Linked DNA regions of Sus scrofa: region 1 is linked to region 2. A link is a contact called in public Hi-C data. All regions are on one chromosome and are shown on one strand. Each heading gives the region's core, a stretch centred on a gene start, on an enhancer-like site or on the middle of the called end of the contact. The rest is flanking DNA. Distances are from core to core; before and after follow the strand shown.

Region 1 (4,126 bases), core at 1,229-3,728, 130 kb after region 2:
ACATCCACCTCCCAGCCTGTGGGCCTTAGGAGGACCTAGGTTACCCTCTTAACCTCATCTTCCTCACAAAAATTGGTCCAGGAATATCTGATAGGCGGAGCTGTGTGAAATTTGGTGAGATGATGAAAGTAAAGCTCTTAGCACTCCCAAAATGGGATATACTGGTATCCTCACCGTCCACTCCTAGCACTTTCTTTAACCAACAACTTAAGATGCCTGGTTATCTAGTTCAAGTAAACATCAGTCTAGAGAAACAAAGCAAAAGAACCTAAGTAGACATATCGCAAAGAGTTGAATCAACTTAGAAACTGAATGAAAATAAAAGATGGTAGTCACTGAGAATTCCTACATGGGGCACTGTTCTAGATATTTCATATGGATCAAATCAATCCTCACAACTCTATGGGCTAAGTACTGTCCTCATTATCATTAGACTCATGAAGACATAAGGTAGAAAGAAATGGAGTTCTTTCTCGTAGGACACATAGCTATCAAGTGATAGAACGAGGATTCAAATTCAGGGAGCCAAGACCCGGCTATGGAAATTCCCATTGTGGCTCAGTGAGTTAAGAACCCAACACAGTGTCCATGAGGATGTGAATTCAATCCCTGGCTTCACTCAGTGGGTTAGAGATCCAACGTTGGTGTGAGCTGGTGTGTAGGTCGTAGATATGGCTCAGATCTGGTGTTGCTGTGGCCGTGGTGTATGCTGCTGCTGCAGCTTCAATTTGACCCCTAGCCTAGGAACTTCCATATGCTGTAGGTGCAGCCCTAAAAAGAAAAAAAAGAAAGAAAGAAAGAAAGAATGATTGTCAGCTGTGAACTGAATTGTGTTCCCCAAAAATTCATACCTGGAGGCCCCAACCCCAGCACTTCATAAGGTGACTGAATTTGGAGAAAGGGTCTTAGAAGAGGCAACTAGGTTAAAATGAGGCTCCTAGAGTGGCCGAAATCCAACCTGACTGGTGTCCTGATAAAAAAAAGTAAACTTGAACACACAAAGGAACATGAGGGCACACAGCCACAGAGGAAAGATCAGATTAAGACAAAGGAAGAAGGTGGCCATTGCCAGGCCAAGGAGAGAGGCTGCAGAAGAAACCAAGCCAGCTGACACCTGGATCTTGGACTTCTAGCCTCCAGAACTGTGAGAAAGAAATGCCTGTTGTTTAAGCCCCTCTGTTTGTGGTATTTGTGATGGAAGTTCTAGCAAACCGAAATGCCAGCCCCCACTCTTAACTGTAAAGCTATCTAAATTAGAAACCAGACAGCTTCACCCTCATGTTGAGAGCAGTGCCTCACACACAGAAAGTAAATGCTAACATGCAACTGAATTCAACCCAAATGTCAATATTTGCCCATTAACTGAGGTCAGCTTCTGTGTGGTCCTCAAACCAACTGAGAGACTCCAGCAGAGCAGGTCTAATGAAAACGTCATAACCTTGGGCTCAGGCTGGTGCTGAGAAATTTGAAATCAGTGGCCATAGGAAGATCCCCTCCCAGGCCACAGAGCTTTTGTGTAGTCTGGCTCCATGAAGACAGGATTCTTGACTGTTTTGTCTACTGACATAGTTGCCAATGACTACAAGAGTGGCTTACATACAGCAAATGCTCAATAAATATTTCTCAAAAGAAGAAAAGATAAATAGGATGCTGTAGAAGGGAATAGATTGTATGGAATGGAGGAACAAGCATTTTTAGGCCGTGAGCACCATGGCAACTGCCACATACTGTCCATTCTCTTCCAGCCTCACAGGAGATCAGGGGACATGGCCCAGAGGCACAGCAGAGAGGGTTTCCCAGTTCCTCCACCTTGCTGAGGAAGGTAGGTAATGAACAAACAATTGGGCAGCAGAGCCTAGCACCACTTGGAGCCCACACTCAGTAAATTTTTGTGCAGTAATAAATGAAAGTGAAAGTATTAAGCTGACCAGCTCAATGTGACTGTTAAAGAAATATCCCTGGGGCTTTTCTGATAAAGAACACAATGAGGTTTCAATACAGATTTGCAGAAATAAGACATGACTCTTATGCTCCTGAATAGATATTTTAAGAAAGTTGGCACCCATGTCCAAGATTTCTAGGGTTTTGAGGTAAAAGTGCTTCCAAATTGTGGGGGTATCTGGGTTATTCTCATAACTTCCTCTCTATCCTTACCTGAGAGCCTTGGACAACATGAAATGTACAGTTGCCGTCCCCCTGCTCTGGCAGTCACACCTCCAACTGACAGCACTACTCACATGTACTCAAAAAGAGAGTGGAAAATACACCCTGGATGTCTCCTACTTTATGATAAGATGAGGCAGTGCAAGTCAGAAAGCAGTAAGCAACTGGGGATCTACAACGAATCTAAATGAAAGTTGGTGGGGTGCCTGCAGTTTGTCATCCAAGCAGCCTTCACATACAGAATTCCTGGAACGAGGCTACCTTAATTCAGTCTGACAGCTCTGTGGCAATGAAGCAACATCCTAAAAATAAAGCACACATAATGCATCTTCCATGCTGGGCATGAAAAATAGCACGATGCTTAAATGCTACCAAAATGGTAGCCCTCAGGATTCATTCCCATCTCCATGCAGATTGCTGGGAAGCTTGGCCAAGCTGCTAAATGGAAGATCACAGGGGTGCTGGGCTCTTCTGCTCTTGACTTTCACATGGACATAGTCTGCTTTGTCTTGTCTGAGATAAGTAGTTCAAAATATTTTGTTAAAAATTATCTAAATGTATCAGCACCACATAATATTTGGTAACCTTCGTCATGACTGATGATTTTCCCAAGGACAGTTTGGCAGAAAATGTACTAATAGGTTTGGTCATATTTATATACAAATGATTATTTATGATAAAACAAGAAAATCTGGTAAAAATTGGATTGTATCTTAAAAACAACAAAATAATGCCATTTGCAGTAACATGGATGCAACTAAAGATTCTCATACTAAGTGAAGTAAGTCAGAAAGAGAAAGACATGATGGAAGATAATATAAGAACGGGAATATATATGTGTGTGTACCTATATATATATATATAGATATAGATATATATAGATGTGTGTGTGTGTGTGTGTATACACATTGCCATAGGTACCACAGTATAAATCGACTATAACTTTTTAAAAATTTTTTTAAATTAAAAAGACAACCTGTGTCGCAGTATTCAGTGCAGTGTCACACCTCCCTTGAGTAAAAATATGTTAAAATTGTTGATTTGAAGAAAAAGGCGAATAGAAATGTGCATAATGAAAAACTGGAAATGATGTTACAATGTAAACATTGTTGTTACTCTACCATAACCACATCAAGTTATATTTGGGAGGTAATGTGCTTTAAGAGAAGCAACAGGAGGAGACTTTAGTATCAGGCAGAATTGGGTACAAATTCCAGCTCCACTGCTCACTACCTATGTGTCCTTAGATGAATTTCACACCATCACCAAGCCTCAGGATTCCCATGCTTAAAGTATCAATATTATCTGCTGTGTGAAATTGTTAAGTGACACAAATAGGCAAAGTCACCAAATGCAGTATAGACCCACAAGAGTTTTTGCAGATTTACAGTAGAAAAATATTTCCTTATTGCAAATGTGGACTTTATAAAAAGGTCCTCGATGCTAGATTTCAATTCACTTTTGCGTTTCCCACAAAGACACATATAGGATGAGACTCTGGTCCACTGATCATGGCTGGATTTTGTAGCACAGCACACTGGCCCTCGCTTCCTAATTACAACCTTGCCCTTCCCTGAGTATACCCTTCTCATTTTCTGGAATGTCTTTAGAGTGACACCGTTAGAAAATGGTCTGATCTATAGTATAGGACCGATAAGCCTGCTAATTTCATATATCTATATATTCTTGCTTTCAAGGGGAGTCATCTAGAATTCATTAAGTTATACAACTCCTGTACCAGGAGTTCCTATTGTGGCTCAGCAGGTTAAGAACCCAACAGTAACTGTGAGGATGTGGGTTCAACCCCTGGCCTCGCTCAGTGGGTTAAGGATCTGGTGTTACTGCAAGATGCAGTGCAGTTTACAGATGTGGCTCAGATTCGGTGTTCCCATGGCTGTGGCATATGTTGCAGCTGCAGCTCTGATTCGACCCCTAGCCTGGGAACTTCCCTGTGCTGCAGGTG
Region 2 (3,773 bases), core at 1,094-3,593:
TCAATAACAAATGAAATTTATTCCAGGTATAAAAAGATAGTTAAATATTAAAAATCTTTTATTATGCTTAATTCTATTTATAGATCTAAGTTGGAAAAAAATTACATGATCACTTTGCTGAAATGGCACTTGATAAATTTTATAATAATTTTTTATTTTACAAAGAAAGAAAACACAAAATCAAAATCACTGAAATACTCATTAGCACATACATAGGCACACAGGTGTCCACAGACAGGTCAATCCCAGAAACCAGCACAGCAACACTGGAGGCCAGAAGAAGAGAAGGTTCACTTCTACATGACCAATGAACAAGGAGCTAGAGGCACTGGTCATTGCAGTTGTAGTAGAAAAATTTTCTTTAATCACAAGTTTTAAAATATGAAAGAGTAAAGTAAAATCTACACTCTTTACAGATAATATAACTCCTAAATTGGAAACTCCAAGATTAGTTATCAATAGAATAAAAATCAACTAACTTCAAGCATGAAACCATAAAGTTATCAAAAATAAACATAGATGCATTTTTGATAGCCTTGGAGTGGAGAAAGAACTTTCTCATCATTAAAATGCAGAAGTCTAAGTTAAGTGAGAAGAGGTTTTGTTTGTTTGTTTATTTTGTTTGTTTTAATACCAGTATAAGAAAAACTAATCAGGAGGTTTCATTGTGGCACAGTGGATTATGGACTACCACTGCTGCAGCTGTGTGTGGTATAGGTCACAGCTGGGGCTCAGATTTGATCCCTGGCTCAAGAACTTCCATATGCTGCAGGTACATCCAAAAAGAAAAAAGAAAAACTGATCATAATGTTATCATAAGCAAAAGAAAGACATTTAGCCAACCTAAAAATAAAAATAACATTGTTTCAGACAAAGTGTAATCTCTCAAGTATGTAAATACCTAGAAACCAAGAAAAAAAGCCAATAACCCAAGAGAAAACACAGCAAAGACATGAACAGGTCATTGAAAATCAAATGAAAAGATCCCCTGAGAAATAATGAAAACTTTGCAATCTCATTCACCATAAATTAAATCTTAGTTAAAATATTATGATAATTTTACCTATAATATTTATCAAAATTCAAAATATTTGACAATGGAGTTCCCGTTGTGGCGCAGTGGTTAATGAATCTGACTAGTAACCATGAGGCTGAAGGTTCCATCCCTGGCCTCGCTCAGTGGGTTAAGGATCTGGCATTGCCATAAACTGTGGTGTAGGTCACAGACGCAGAAGAGGCTCAGATCCCGCATTGCTGTGGCTCTGGCATAGGCCTGCATCTACAGCTTGGATTAGACTCCTAGCCTGGGAACCTCCATATGCCGCAGGCAGCAGCCCTAAAAAAGCAAAAAGACAAAAAAAAAAAAAAAAAAAAAAAAAAAAAAAAAAAAAAAAAAAAAAAAAAAAAAATGACAATACACTCTGTTGGTCAGCATATATGAAAATAAAAGCATTTCTATTCATTCTTTTTTTTTTTCTTTTTTTTTTTTGTCTTTTGTCTTTTGCCTTTTTAGGGCCTCACCCACGAGGAATGGCGGTTCCCAGGCTAGGGATCCAATCAGAGCTACAGCTGCTGGCCTATTCTACAGCCACAGCAATGCCAGATCCGAGCCATGTCTGCAACCTACACCACAGCTCACAGCAACACCCACTGAGCAAGGCCAGGGATCCAACCGCAACCTCATGGTTCCTAGTCAAATTCGTTTCCACTGCACCAAGACGGGAACTCCCCATTCATTCTTAATGGGAGTACAAAATACCATAACCTATCTTGAGGGGAATTTGATGAAACCTAACAAAATTTAAAATGTTTTTGTCCAGCCACTGTTATGGGAATTTTCCCTGCAGAAACACCTAAAATTATTTTTTACATAGAAAGTTATTTTTTTGCAGTACTTGTCTGTTAGCAAACGATCCAATGACAATTAGTCATGTCCATCTAAATGGGATGGATTAAATTAACTATAGTATAGCTACATATGTGAAGAATTTTTAAATAATGAAGAAGGTTTTTATACCCTGATATGGAAATTTTCCAGGATACATAGTTAAGTAAAAAACAAACAAACAAAGATCATAGTTAAGGTATGTAACAGAGCCATATCCTTTGTTTAGGGAGGTAATTAATGGTATGTATTTGCCTGTATTTATATAGAGAAGGTTACACAGGAACTTATAAAACACAGTTCCGTAAGAATGTTCAGTCAATACAGGGTGGCCAGGGACAGGATCAATGACTATATATATAAATGCATATATATATATATATATAATGTAGATTTTTGAACTCCATGAATGCACTAAAAACTCAAAAAAAATTAATTCAAAATGTATAAAATTGCCCAAACCTCAGAACACTATTGTATAGAAATATTGCATAATAGGTACTTGTTGAATATTTGTTGAGAGCATGAATGTGTAAGGATAAAAATTGTCTCCTATAAATAACGGAAGGAAAGAAAGCAAGTTAAAGAGACAGAGACAAGAGAGGGAGGGAGCAAGAGATAAATCCCACTTGACTTTTGTTTTCACACCTGCTATTTTTATTTGAGGTTAATTTTAAATATAACATCTGTTGTCTTATCGGTAAGCATTTCTTTGGAGTGCCAAAAGAAATTCTTTAAGTAATGCCTTATCAAACCAAGAAGCATTATATCACCTCATGAATACATATTGTGCACTTATTGAGATTATTCAAAACTATATACTCACTGTGCATGCAAGTACATTAAGTGCTTCATTCCATATGTATAACTGGGTCACTTTGTTGTACGGCAGAAATTGACAGAATGTTGTAAATCAATGACAATAAAACATTAAAGAAAAGAAAATTGGAGGTGGGTAGCACTATTCCTTAATTTAGAGTTTTCAATTAGAATGAAAGTTGATTTAAATTTTCTTAGTTGATTTCCAAGAGTTGTATATCTGTTCATCTGGGTGGCATGTTTGATTTATTTCAGTGTCATTTTTCACACGATGCCTTAAGAGGATATTAGAAATGTTTTATTTTCTTACATTGGCTCTATGTATGTAAGTTTGGTGTATAGAGATAAAAATTATTGTGTTTATTATTAACCCTAAAAAAATTATCTGTAATATAGAAAGTAAATTTCAGGCAGTATAAGGCAATTTGAAAGAGTCAAACAGTGAAAAATCAGATATTTTTGAGAGGATGGGGAATTTCACAGGGACCTCATCCCAGGTGTGATTCTTTGCTCAGGGTTAGTTTCAGTAAGTAATTCTTGACTGAGTTCTAATCCGGCATATTCAATTAACTGTTGTGTGTATCCAGCCATGGCTGGGGAAGTTCTGGATGCAAAGTGGTGAGATACAAATAGCGCACAGTCCAGAGTATATGGAGAAGATAATAGGTGTGGTAAGCAGTTAACTTTCATACTACGAAAAATGAGTAGTCTTGGGAGTGGGAGGGTGGAGGGCCTGTGATAGATACATTGTCCAGCAGATGTCATCATTGAATGAACAAATTGGCTGTGACTTCCATTCTTCTCTTTTCCCACATTTTATTATGGTGTTCTGAACCTAATCAGTCCTTGTGTATTGAATGTATGCAAAGCAAATACTTTTTATCCCCAAAAATCTCTGTATCCAGAGGTGCCACAGCTGGACGCATAGATGGACCCTCTAGCACACCCATGAGATGAAGACAAGCACATCATCAGAGGCCTGAGCTTGATGCTGAGTCTGCATCTGCCTGGTATCCCTGAGAGAAGTGCTAGATTTTTAATATCAATCTTTACTAATTTTATCCTGAAT

Evidence for each region. A called contact is a pair of places that touch in the nucleus more often than the background predicts.
Region 1: a Hi-C map of fetal heart ventricle shows a contact between it and region 2, with 3 times the contacts expected there. The contact joins two enhancer-like sites. A contact is called at or near these places in 6 of 47 Hi-C or Micro-C datasets (embryonic fibroblasts, fetal heart ventricle, heart right ventricle and 3 more) and 1 of 2 datasets of contacts at active chromatin or transcription factors (skeletal muscle).

The regions. Positions count from the first base shown.
Region 1 is chr8:47,086,988-47,091,113 of Sscrofa11.1, forward strand. All of the region lies in intron 2 of FAM198B (protein FAM198B), which reads right to left. Among named protein-coding and RNA genes, the nearest start is that of TMEM144, 45 kb to the right of the region's middle. Within about 2 kb of position 2,479, at least 18 of the 83 cell types and tissues checked have an H3K27ac peak or open chromatin away from gene starts, as enhancers often do.
Region 2 is chr8:46,961,723-46,965,495 of Sscrofa11.1, forward strand. No RefSeq gene overlaps it. Among named protein-coding and RNA genes, the nearest start is that of TMEM144, 170 kb to the right of the region's middle. Within about 2 kb of position 2,344, at least 2 of the 83 cell types and tissues checked have an H3K27ac peak or open chromatin away from gene starts, as enhancers often do.